3 separate regions of the Mus musculus genome follow, and regions 2 and 3 are each linked to region 1. The links are chromatin contacts, called in public capture Hi-C and promoter capture Hi-C maps. All regions are on one chromosome and are shown on one strand. The core of a region is the stretch at or near the end of the contact, and the rest is flanking DNA. Distances in the headings are between cores, read along the strand shown.

The links. Promoter capture Hi-C pulls out the DNA fragments that hold promoters and counts their contacts. Capture Hi-C pulls out chosen DNA fragments and counts their contacts.
Region 2: a contact with region 1 is called in a capture Hi-C map of macrophages, with 2.4 times the contacts expected there. The contact joins the promoter of Hck here to the promoter of Kif3b in region 1. A contact is called at or near these places in 1 of 115 datasets of contacts at active chromatin or transcription factors (bone marrow-derived macrophages) and 4 of 9 other capture datasets (adipose tissue, liver, macrophages and 1 more).
Region 3: a contact with region 1 is called in a promoter capture Hi-C map of liver. The contact joins the promoter of Ccm2l here to the promoter of Kif3b in region 1. A contact is called at or near these places in 5 of 39 promoter capture datasets (embryonic stem cells, liver, macrophages and 2 more) and 3 of 9 other capture datasets (adipose tissue, liver and macrophages).

What each region holds. Positions count from the first base shown.
Region 1 is chr2:153,289,314-153,292,785 of GRCm38.p6, forward strand. It overlaps Kif3b (kinesin family member 3B), which reads left to right and starts at 2,103. Exons shown (of 9, transcript NM_008444.4): 1 at 2,103-2,191. It overlaps Gm39961 (a long non-coding RNA gene), which reads right to left and starts at 2,113. Exons shown (of 3, transcript XR_866869.2): 1 at 1,826-2,113.
Region 2 is chr2:153,106,860-153,110,354 of GRCm38.p6, forward strand. Hck (hemopoietic cell kinase) reads left to right here and starts at 1,609. Exons shown (of 13, transcript NM_010407.4): 1 at 1,609-1,895. The coding sequence starts at 1,834.
Region 3 is chr2:153,064,079-153,067,580 of GRCm38.p6, forward strand. Ccm2l (cerebral cavernous malformation 2-like) reads left to right here and starts at 1,877. Exons shown (of 10, transcript NM_001372363.1): 1 at 1,877-1,958. The coding sequence starts at 1,929.

The DNA.
Region 1 (3,472 bases), core at 853-3,352:
GTTCCAATGAATATGATGCCTTCTTCTTACCACCTCAGGAACCAGACACTCACGAGGTGCACATGCGTACATGCAGGCAAACATTCATACACGTAAAATGGTAAAGAAGTTTAAAAACAATTTAAAGCCATGTCGTAGCACGTACTTGTGATCCCAGTGCTGGGAGTGAAAATCCCCCCCAAAAATGCTTTCTTCTATAAAATGCATTGGCATGGGGCTTCATCAGAGCAACAGAAAAATAACTAATACAGAAGAGGCAGAGGCAAGCAGATATCTGAGTTCAAGGCCAGCCTGGACTAAAGAGTGAATTCCAGGACAGCCAGGGCTACACTGAGAACACTGCCTCGGGAAAATGCAAGAAAGCAAACAAACAAAACCACCACTACCAATAACAACAACAAAACACCCGTCTGGGAGGCCCTGGGTTCTGTCTCCAGCACCACGTAAATGTCACGTGGTGCAATGTGCCTGTGATGTCAGAACTTAGGCAGGAGGATCAGAAGTTCCAGGTTATTTTTGTTTTCCTAGTGAATTTAAGGACAGCCCAGGGGCTGGAGAGATGGCTCAGCGGTTAAGAGCACTGACTGCTCTTCCAGAGGTCCTGAGTTCAATTCCCAGCAACCACATGGTGACTCACAAACATCTGTAATTGGATCAGATGCCTTCTTCTGGTGTGTCTGAAGACAGCTATAGTGTGTTTATATGCAATAAATAAATAAATCTTAAAACAAAACAAAACACAACAGCCCAGAATGGGAGAGGGTACAAAGAGCAACTAAAAGAACTAATGAAAATGAGAGAAAATTTTGGCAATTATTAGCCCTAGAAACTACCAAGAGATACAGAAGAGATGAAACATAAACACATATATTGCATTATGTTCTTGTAAACAACACATAATGTGTTTGTAACCAATACAGGTAAACTTTACTTTGCGTCAGTTTGGTAGGTATCTTTTTTTTTTCTTTGTGTGTAGCTCCAGCTCTCCTAGACTTGCTCTGTAGACCACATTGGCCTCCAACTCAGAGATCTGCCCACTCCTCCTTCCAGAGTGCTTTTTGCTTTGATGGAAGGGTAGCCGGACTCCAAAGATGCTATGCAGGGAGGATGACTTGATGTGATTCCGGTTTTCAAATTATTGTTCAGACTATCTAGTCGAGATGCCAACCATGCACTCCCAGCCCAGCTGGTTTGCATGTGCTGAAGTCAGAGGACAACCTAAGTTGTTTCTCTCCTGCCGGGTGGGTCCCTGGAATCTACCTCAAGCCGTCAAACGCGTTTACCCACTGAGCCATCAGAGGGTAGCATCTTTTCCCTACAATTATGTGTATTTATTTTTGATACTGAGGGACAGAGTCTCGCTGTGTAGTTCGGAACTTGCTCTGTACCCAAGCATGGTCTTGAGCTGTTCATCCTCCTGCCTCCATTTCCCGAGTGCTAGAACTATAGTCATGAGCCATCAAGCTCAACCAAAGTTTTTTGAGTTGATGGTAAGAATAGTGGGACTCCAAGGATGCCTTGCAGGGATGTGCTTCAGGTTTTAAATTATTATTCAGGTCACCTCGCCGGGAATGGATGGTCAGGCCTTATACTCTATTAACAGAGAACAAGAATTGCAGTCGAGTCTAAAGATGACAGGTGGCCTGGCCTTGCTTGTGGTGCTGTTCTTTAAAAAAGTGGAGAAAAGCAGGAATATATGAAAGGCAGACTGTGGGACTCGATGGCCAAATGAAAGTGACAGGCAGGACAGATTTTCCTTCATCCCTGGGTGGCCTTAATTGGGAGCCACTCAATACTAATCTGAGACCCAGATCAGAGAACTGACCTGAAAGAGCTTTCAGAAGGGGAGGATGAAAGCGCGTAGTGTGACCAAGATACTGGGCTCTGTTTCACAAACGGAGAAACTGAGGCACCCGAGACCAGAGGACCGAGTCCGGGTGCCTAGGAGGGTCAGAGTGTCCGCGCGCTGGGAACCTGGAAAACGCCGCTGCACTCCGGGTTCCGCCCCTCGGCGAGCTCCTCGCTTCGGAGGCCCAATAAAGTTATTGAAATTGACGCGGTTGCTAAGGAAGTGGGTCGCCGAGCCGGGTTGCTAAGGAAGTGAGCGCCGCGGTCTCTCCCCATCCGGGGCAGCTGGGAATGGCTGAGCCCCGGGTTCGCCGCCGCCGCCCGCTCTCGGCTGCGGCCGCAGGTGAGTTCGAGATGCTGGGGTCACCGCGGGGCGCCCAGCATTATCCCGATGTCGTTGCTCTGCGAGCCGCAGCATCCTTTGTCCGGCCTCTGTGGTATCTCTGACCACCCGGCTTTTTCTCGGGCGCGGCCGGTACGACCCCCCAGTCTCGGCCGCCCGTGCTCGCTCCTCACGGCCGGTCCGGGGCCACAGTCCCAGGCCCTGGCTGGAAAGGCAGCTCAGGAAGCAAGAACCTGAGGTCCGAGCCTCAGGGCGGTGCCTGGCTCGCTGTGTGACCTTGGACAAACCCCTTGCCTTCTCTGGCAGCAGCAGACCTGTCTGCCCATTGGGGTCTTGACACTTGCCGAGGAGACTTGTATATGAAAGGGCTCCAAGTGGGAAGAGGGTGAACGGCCAGGATACTCTATGTGGAGACCAAGAGAACTGTTTGAAGTCTGAGTGCTTGAGTTTGAGGCTGCATAGCGTGGCGTTGAGTCTTCTCATCTGTAAATCAGATCATGGGATTGCCCTTCGTGGGAAGCAGGGCGTCTGGAGTAGCTTGGGACATGATGCTTAAAAAAACAAAACAAAACATGTTAATTGCATATAACGGGTTTCATGATGACGTTTCATCCGTGTGTATAATTTATTTTATTCGTGCTCCCCTCCCACTGACCCTTTCCCTTCACTTTTTAGTCCCTTCTAATTCCATGCCCTAGCGCAGTTTACAAAAATTAGGTTCTTTTGAGGAGCATGGGCGTTTTGCCCGTGGCTACACTACAGAAGAAAATGCCTGCTACTCCCTCAATCACCAATAACTCATGTGAGGTGTTAGGTTTGGGGGTGTGGTGGTGGTGGGGACACAACACCTCAGGAATGGGTGGCTGTGTTGTGAGCCCCTCCCCCTAGCAACCGTTAACTGCCCATAAATCCTCGTGTAGGGGTGGGTCCTGTTGAGCCCCTCCCCCTCCACAAAACACGTGGTTAAGTACTACTTATCACTAATGGGATGGAGCCTTCCAAGAAGGGGAAGATGACTTGGAACCAGAAGGACTTAGGTGTGTAGCTTGCTAGTGCATATGGGTATTCTAGACACCCTGGCCATTCCCCACCCACAGTTTTACTTTGTAGTCTGCTCAGAGGGGGGAAGTTACTGACCTCTTAAAAGGTTCTGTACTTGTGCCATGCCTGTCACCCGGTATATTCATAACAAGAATAGGGGTATTTATCTCTTCTGAGAAGTGCTTAGAGCAACTTGATGCTTAAGAAGTTTTTTGAGGCGTATTATCTCATTTAGTCTTC
Region 2 (3,495 bases), core at 359-2,858, 180 kb before region 1:
ACAGCTAGCTCTGTGACGCTGCCTTTATTGGCTTCTTTCCCATCTCAATCTCCTTCACTCAGTAGATAACAAGCATTGTTTACTGCTACACAGACTAATTTCACTTCTGTGTCCAAGTCAATTAAACCTGTTCAAGACTCGGTCTATTTTTAGAAATAGGGCATGAATATATTAAAATACATAGCAAACACATTAGTGTTGGGTGACTGGGATTTCTACGTGGGCTGGGGACCAGGCTGTGTAGGAGGCAGCTCTGGTTGTCAGAACTGCTACTGGGCCTAGCGGGTGGAACTCTAGAGCTGCTAACACCGCTCGCGCTCAGAATTCATACTTAAAACATAGTACTGCTAAACGCATGCCTACATGCACGCGTAAGCGAATGAATGAGAGATACTGGTGGTCTGGCCTGGCTAGAGGAGGGAGGACTCCTGTACGTTTCTGCAGGTGTGTGTTGCAGTTTAGAGAGTGTTGGTCCCTGTCGTTTTGAATGATGTCTCAGGCTGAGTGGAATATGCCATGCAAACAGGACCTCAGTGGTCTGCCAGTAAGACTTCCTCTCTTCAACTTGGGAGGTCCTCTGAGCAGTCCCATATTCAGCCCAGAATAAGGCAAAGAACTCCCGCGGGCGCCAGACTTTGCATGGAGTTTGAATAAGCGGTGGGTGGGCGGGTGGAGGGAAAACCGCTGCATGTGGGAGGGACCGAAGTGGAAGGGCGGTGGAGACCCACCAGAATCCTAGAGGGAGAGGTTAGACTTATCAGGGCGTGGTTAGACTTAAAGGGAGCTACATTCCTTCTGCGGCTGGTTTAGGATCTTTGAAAGGAAGGATAGGATCGGTTGATTGCTCCAGTGCAGGATTTAGGACCTATGGGATTAAGGTCTCGTAGGGGGCTGGTGGCTGTAGTACAAACTACGGAGAGAGAGGCCCTGGATTCCATTCTCTAGAACACACAAGCGCGCGCGCGCGCGCTCTCGAGATTAAAACCCTTTCAGAAAATTTGATTACAAATCTAGAGAATTTGTAGGGGTTAGGACTGGGAACAGAATAGAAAGTGAGATTGAAAATCTTTCCCCAGGAGGAGGCAGATGGTTTTGCAGGTAAAGACGCCTGGTGCCAAGCGTGGCTGCTTGAGTTCAGTCCCCGGAACTCGGAAGGTGGAAGGTAAGATCCTAGTCCTCCAAATTGTTCTCTAACCTCTACACCGCTCTGAGGCTCCAGGGTACTTACACACATACACGGAAACAATCAACCAGTCAAACAATAAACGTAAAATATTACAATTCTTTAGGGAATCCAAGGGTATTTGGTCTCTTAGGTAGGGGTCCAAAATCTCTGGGGATAGGGTTTAGAATCCTTTGGACAGGCTCATTACATCATGGGGGGCTTAAACGCACTAGTGGGGGAGGGGGACTGGGAATCTTGGGAGGGCGGGTCAAACCTTGGTGTCTGAGTAAGTCCTTCAAGGACTGGTTAGCGCCCTTGAGGACAGGGTTAGCAAAGAAATGCTGAAATTCTTTGGAGGTGAATTTAGAGCAGGAGACAAGAGAGCCAGAGTGGGAGTTAGGCTCTTAGAGGGCGGAGTCGGGGTATTTGGGGGCGGGGTTTGCATCACCCAGGGTGCGGCTAAGGCGCCCAGATGGCCAGTGAGCGCCACTGGGTTGCGGCTCCCAGCTTGCACTCCCCGCGGCGGCTCTCAGACGGGTGGGAGGGGACCAAAGTCGCCCGTGAAGGGGGCTCTGACCCGTTCCGAGCGCCAACGCAGCCTCTGTAGCCCGCAAGTCTTCGTCGCTTGCTCCGGGCTCTGAAGTCCGGGGCCACCAGGGGCCGCAGCGCTGGGGGGTCGGTCTAGCTGCGAGGATCCGGGCTGCCCACGAAGCGAAGGGCGGGCGCCCAGGTGAGTGCGGGGTGAGAGGGCGGGAATGGGACACACCCCCGTCCCCGAGAACGTGCAGACCTCGGGCTCCAGGGATCTGAGATCCTGGGCGAGCTGTGGGGGTGCCGAGGAAGGAAGAACCCGTCCTAGGAGCAACCGATCCCCGGCGGTGGGATGCGCAGTCTACGAAAGGTGGAGGGTACCCAGGTGGCCAGGTGAGGCGAATTGCCGCCACCCAGGGCGACCCTGGGATAGCCCTAGATAGAGGAAGCTCAGGCAGGGGAATGGCAGTGCTGAGCTGAGGCTTCTCTGTCTAACCAGGTTCCCCTTCTGCACACACACACACACACACACACACACACACCAAGAAGAAGAAGCTGGAGGGGAGGGAAAGGCCCGTTCAGTTCCCATTGATGGTGGGTGGGTGGCAGGTCACGCAGGTAGACAGCAGCCATGGCTAAAGGAACAGCCCGGCCAAGACAAGCCCATGCCTGCCACACCCAGGCCTGGCTATAGGTGTATATCTGAGTCCCCTCTTTTACATCTTCCCCTGCCTTCCCAGCTGAACCCCTAACAGGCGTACATCCAACTCCAGAACCTCTTACACAAAGACCACAATCTACCACCATCTCCTCTGTGTGACACTGGGGCATGTCACTGGCTACTCTCTGGATTCCAGCTTCCAACTCTGTAAAATGGGCTGTTTTACATTCATCTGAAGCTGAGTTGTCCAGAGAAGGGGAGCAGTGCTGCTGGGTACTGGAGAGAGAGCCTGGTTTGTCTGTGCCTCTGTTTGCATAGCTGCAGGATGGAGATGGTAAGAGGACAGGTTGAATGTTCCCTATCCAAACTACACCTGATCAGAGGGGTTTAGGATTTCCGAGTGTGGCAGAATTCTGTATGTCAAGTGCACAGCGAGGCATCCTGGAGTGAAAATTAGGTCTTAAAGAGACATTTGTGTATGTTACACGTGCTTCTGTATGTGTTCACTGGTTGGTGTGTACTCTGGGGTTCCTACACACGTGGAGGCCAGAGGACTCTATGTTGTTCTTCAAGCAAAGGCCACCTTGCTTTTGGAGACAGGGTCTATCATCGGCCTGGGGCTTTTGCTGGGTAGGTGAGGCCGGCTGATTAGTGGGTCCCAAGGGTCCTTCCTCCCAGCTGACTTTTTTCAGGAGTTCTGGGGGTTGTAACTCAGTTCCCCCTGTTTGCAAGGTACTCACTTTACCAACTGGGCTATCTTCCTGGCCCGAGATTTTCACACATTTCATTCTCATCCCTCAGAGATAACTAATGACACATTTTTAATGGCTCCTCCATTTTTACATCAATTGATAGCCTCAGATCAGGTGTGGACTTTCCCACTTGGACCATCCTGTCGGTGCCCAAAATGTCTCCGATTTTAGAGCATTTCGGATTTAGGCTTGTGGAAGTTCCCTTACTTTTGAAGGTGACATTAAACTGAAGGAAAGGGAGCCCAAGAGGTGACTCTGCATCTAAGAGCACTCACTGCTCTTTCCAAGGATGCTAGCTAAGTTCTCACCGATCGCTCACAACAACAGAAACACCTCACAGCTGCCTATAACTCTAGCTCCAGGGAATCTCATACCGTCTTTTGGGC
Region 3 (3,502 bases), core at 627-3,126, 230 kb before region 1:
CCTGCATGATTTACTGACACTAAGCACTTGAGCTGATCATGGCTCTGGGGTGGGTTCAGCACAGAGGCCATTTTCTTTTTCTAGTCATCCCCCTGTCCTAGTTGAGATTCCGAGCAGTGACATTTGGTCCTGTTAGTGATCCTCAGAATAAAATAAGGTCCAAATTTATAACGGGGGCGGGGGGGGGCTGAGACTGAGACAGGAAATAAGTTGCAACAGCCTCACCAGAGACTGCCTTTCATAACCTGCTATCACAGCAAGGCTAGAACTCTAGACTGGCTCAAGGGGTAATTTAGCAATTTTGATACTCAGAGCAGAGTCAGGGATTGGCTGGCATATCCTGATCTCTTTTCACTGGCCCAGCAGGCAGAGTGGAGGTCTCATGTTCCAGTGCTCGGACGTGACTGGCAGGATGCATGGTCTTAGGAGGAAGAGGCTGTAAGTCTGGGACCAAACTGCCGGGACCATTTCCTTTCTGGTGTGTGGAGAAAGATAGGAATGGCTAGGGTTGGGGGTGTCCTGTAGCTCCCACACCCAAGAGTGATAAGAGACCTGACATGGTACACCCACCCTTTCAAAACTACCATGCAAAGAGTTCCAAACCTTGGCACCTGCTGTTTATGATCTGTGGCCCTGTGTCTTCCGTACCATAGGGAGCACTAGCAAGAGAGGATTTTGGGGATCACCCTTTCATTGGGAAGGTCGGGACGCTGAAGACCAGGGCTTAGAATATTCACTGCAGCCAGGGACACCAGCAAAGCAGTTCTAGAGCTCTGGCATCCAGAACCCAGGTGCTGTGGCAGGTGCCCACGGGCCACTCAGAACACCCCAAGTGTGCCTGCTAAGGCACACAGGAGGTTAGAGCCCCAGCAGCACTGGACACTAGACTTCAGGTCCAGCGAGGCTGGAAGCCCCACGTTCTTATACTCATTGTGTGACATGAACCCCCACCCCCAATGCAGAATCCTTGCCGAGCACGCCGCCCACGTGACCTTGAGCCAGGATCTGCACACGAAACTGCATTTTTAAAATTTATGTCACTGAAATCATGGTCGCAGATACAGTGAGGAGATAAAAATATGCCAAAAAGACAGTGAGGCAGCCCGGAAGCCACAGATAAGGAAATAGAATTTGGTTTTTTATTTATTCATTTGCAGTGCTAAGGACAGAACCCTGGGCCTGCAGGCTGCTAGGTAAGTGCTCTATTATTGAGTATCCCTAATAGTAAATATTTAATATTTATTGAGTATTTCATATGTTCCAGGAGTTCTAAGTGTATTTAATCCTAGTCAAAGTACTATGAGGTCAGGTTGAATGTGGAAACTGAGGCATAAGTGGTGAAGTAAGTAGCAGGCAGCCAGTCCCAGAGGCCCCCATATACCATCTCTGAAAAATAAGGATTTATTATTATTATTACTACTACTACTGCTACCACCACCACCACCACCACCACCACCACCACCACCACTACCACTACTATTATGTTAACTTGCCTGGACATAGTCTGAAGCACTTTCCACCTACTCATTCATTTCTCAGAGAAAGGCCGGGGTTTCTCCTGGTGTATACAGAGAAACAGGCAGCAGGCTTTCAAAGAGGCTTTTAATGTCTTATCTTGCCAAAGTCATTGAGCAAGGTTGGTGGCAGACATAGGGAATGACCCAAATGTGATCTCCAACTCGGGGGACCGTTCCTCAGTCTGCTCCAACAAGTGCCGAGCCCCTTAGACGCCATGTTTGGCTCCCACCCTTCAGTTGCAGGGTTCCAAGGCAGTGTTCTCCATCTGCCCCCACCCCCACCATCAGATGGGAGGGGCAGGAACTCTGGTACTGGTGGAGTTTCCGACCGGGCAGGAAAAAGAACAAAGGAAATGGAGGGGGGTCTGGAGGGGGAGAGGAGGGTGGCAGGACAAGAGGAGCAGTTTCACCATGGAATATGAAGCCAAGAAAGGGAAGAAGGTGAGTGGGGGGTTGAGAGGGCCAGGGTTGGGAAATGTCTCTGAAGGTGGATACAGAGGTGAGCAACGTGGAGTTAGCAAACAGCACAGGGAAGGGAGACTGCCTTCTCTTTTGGAAGGAAGTTTCTTTCTGTCCCTGACAGCCAGACGGACATCTGGGCTCCGGTCTAAGCTTCAGTCTTAGTGGCCTCTGTCATACGTCTACTGAGAGACTGACAGGGTCTTCCTGTTTCTTGGACATTCTGGTGGTAGCTTCCCGAAGCCTCTCAGAGAAAGGGACAGACAGACACACAGCAGACACCTTCCCTCCCCAATCACCCAGACAGTAAGGCCCAGCCAAGATGATTATAGTTTGGCAGATTGCCCATCCAGGCTGGGGCCTCTCACCTGTTCCCTGCCCCCTGCCCGCTGTTTCCCAAGCCTACACCTGCCCTCCCCTACCCTTGTGCAAAAACTCACTCCTGAGACCTCAGTTTAAGCCAACCCAAGTCCTTTCTCCACCTTCCTCCTCTTTTGAATTTGAGAGGTTTTTCCACTTCCCAGTTCCCACTGCACCCTCATACACACGGGGCTCCCTCCACCTAAGAAACGGGGTTCAGAATGTTTTATAAGGAACTCACATGAGGTCAGTACGGTGGCACAGGCCTGTAATCCCAGCTATTCTGGAGGCTAAGGCAGGAGGATTACAAGTTTAAAGTTAGTGTGGGTAATTTACTGAGAACCTGTCTCAAAACTGTAAAAGTGGGCTGGGGGGAGGGGGGACCCGTTCCTTGGCAGAATGCTTATCTAGCATGCAAGGTCCCAGGTTTGATTCCCTAACCTGCAAACTGATAATAAGAATTTTAAGTGCCAAGAGAGCTGGAGGTATCCAGCTCAGAAGTATTTATGTGAGGCTCTGGATAAAATCCCCAGTACAGACACATCAACGTGCCCCCATGTGAATCATTGGGGCTGACATGCACAAATTCTCAGGGGTCTATGTATTTATTTAGGGGACAAGGTCTAACCATGTAACCCAGGCTGATCTTAAAAACTCACTGACTGTATAGCTCAGGCTGGCCTTAAACCCACAGCAATTCTCCTGCCTCAGCCTCATGAGTGCTAGAATTCACCCAGTGAGGTCCATCTGATTAGGCTCCTAGGTGGCCGCCCATCCTGTTTGTGTCTGTCTTTTGGGGAAGCTAAATAGCATGCCACCCGTGTCACCAGAATTGATGGTTTGCTTTAGAAACTGCCAACGTAGTTCTAGAATGCCGCTAGATTGCTGCCCCCAGGGCTTCGGATTCCATAGGCTCAGGATGGGATCCAGGAAACAGCAGTTCTCTCAGATTCCCTCGATCCATCCTGGGTGTCTTTGTATCGGTGTCTCTGGATTATACTTACATTTATTTATTGCATAATTCTAACTCACAAACAAGCAATAGCCTAATAAATGCCTAGCTATCCTCCACTTAGCCCTGGGGCCTTGGCCGTTCTTTGAATCTGGCTGGCAGGAGCTTCACCCTCCCTGGGTACTTAAAATGCAGCTTTACGATGTCCTACCTG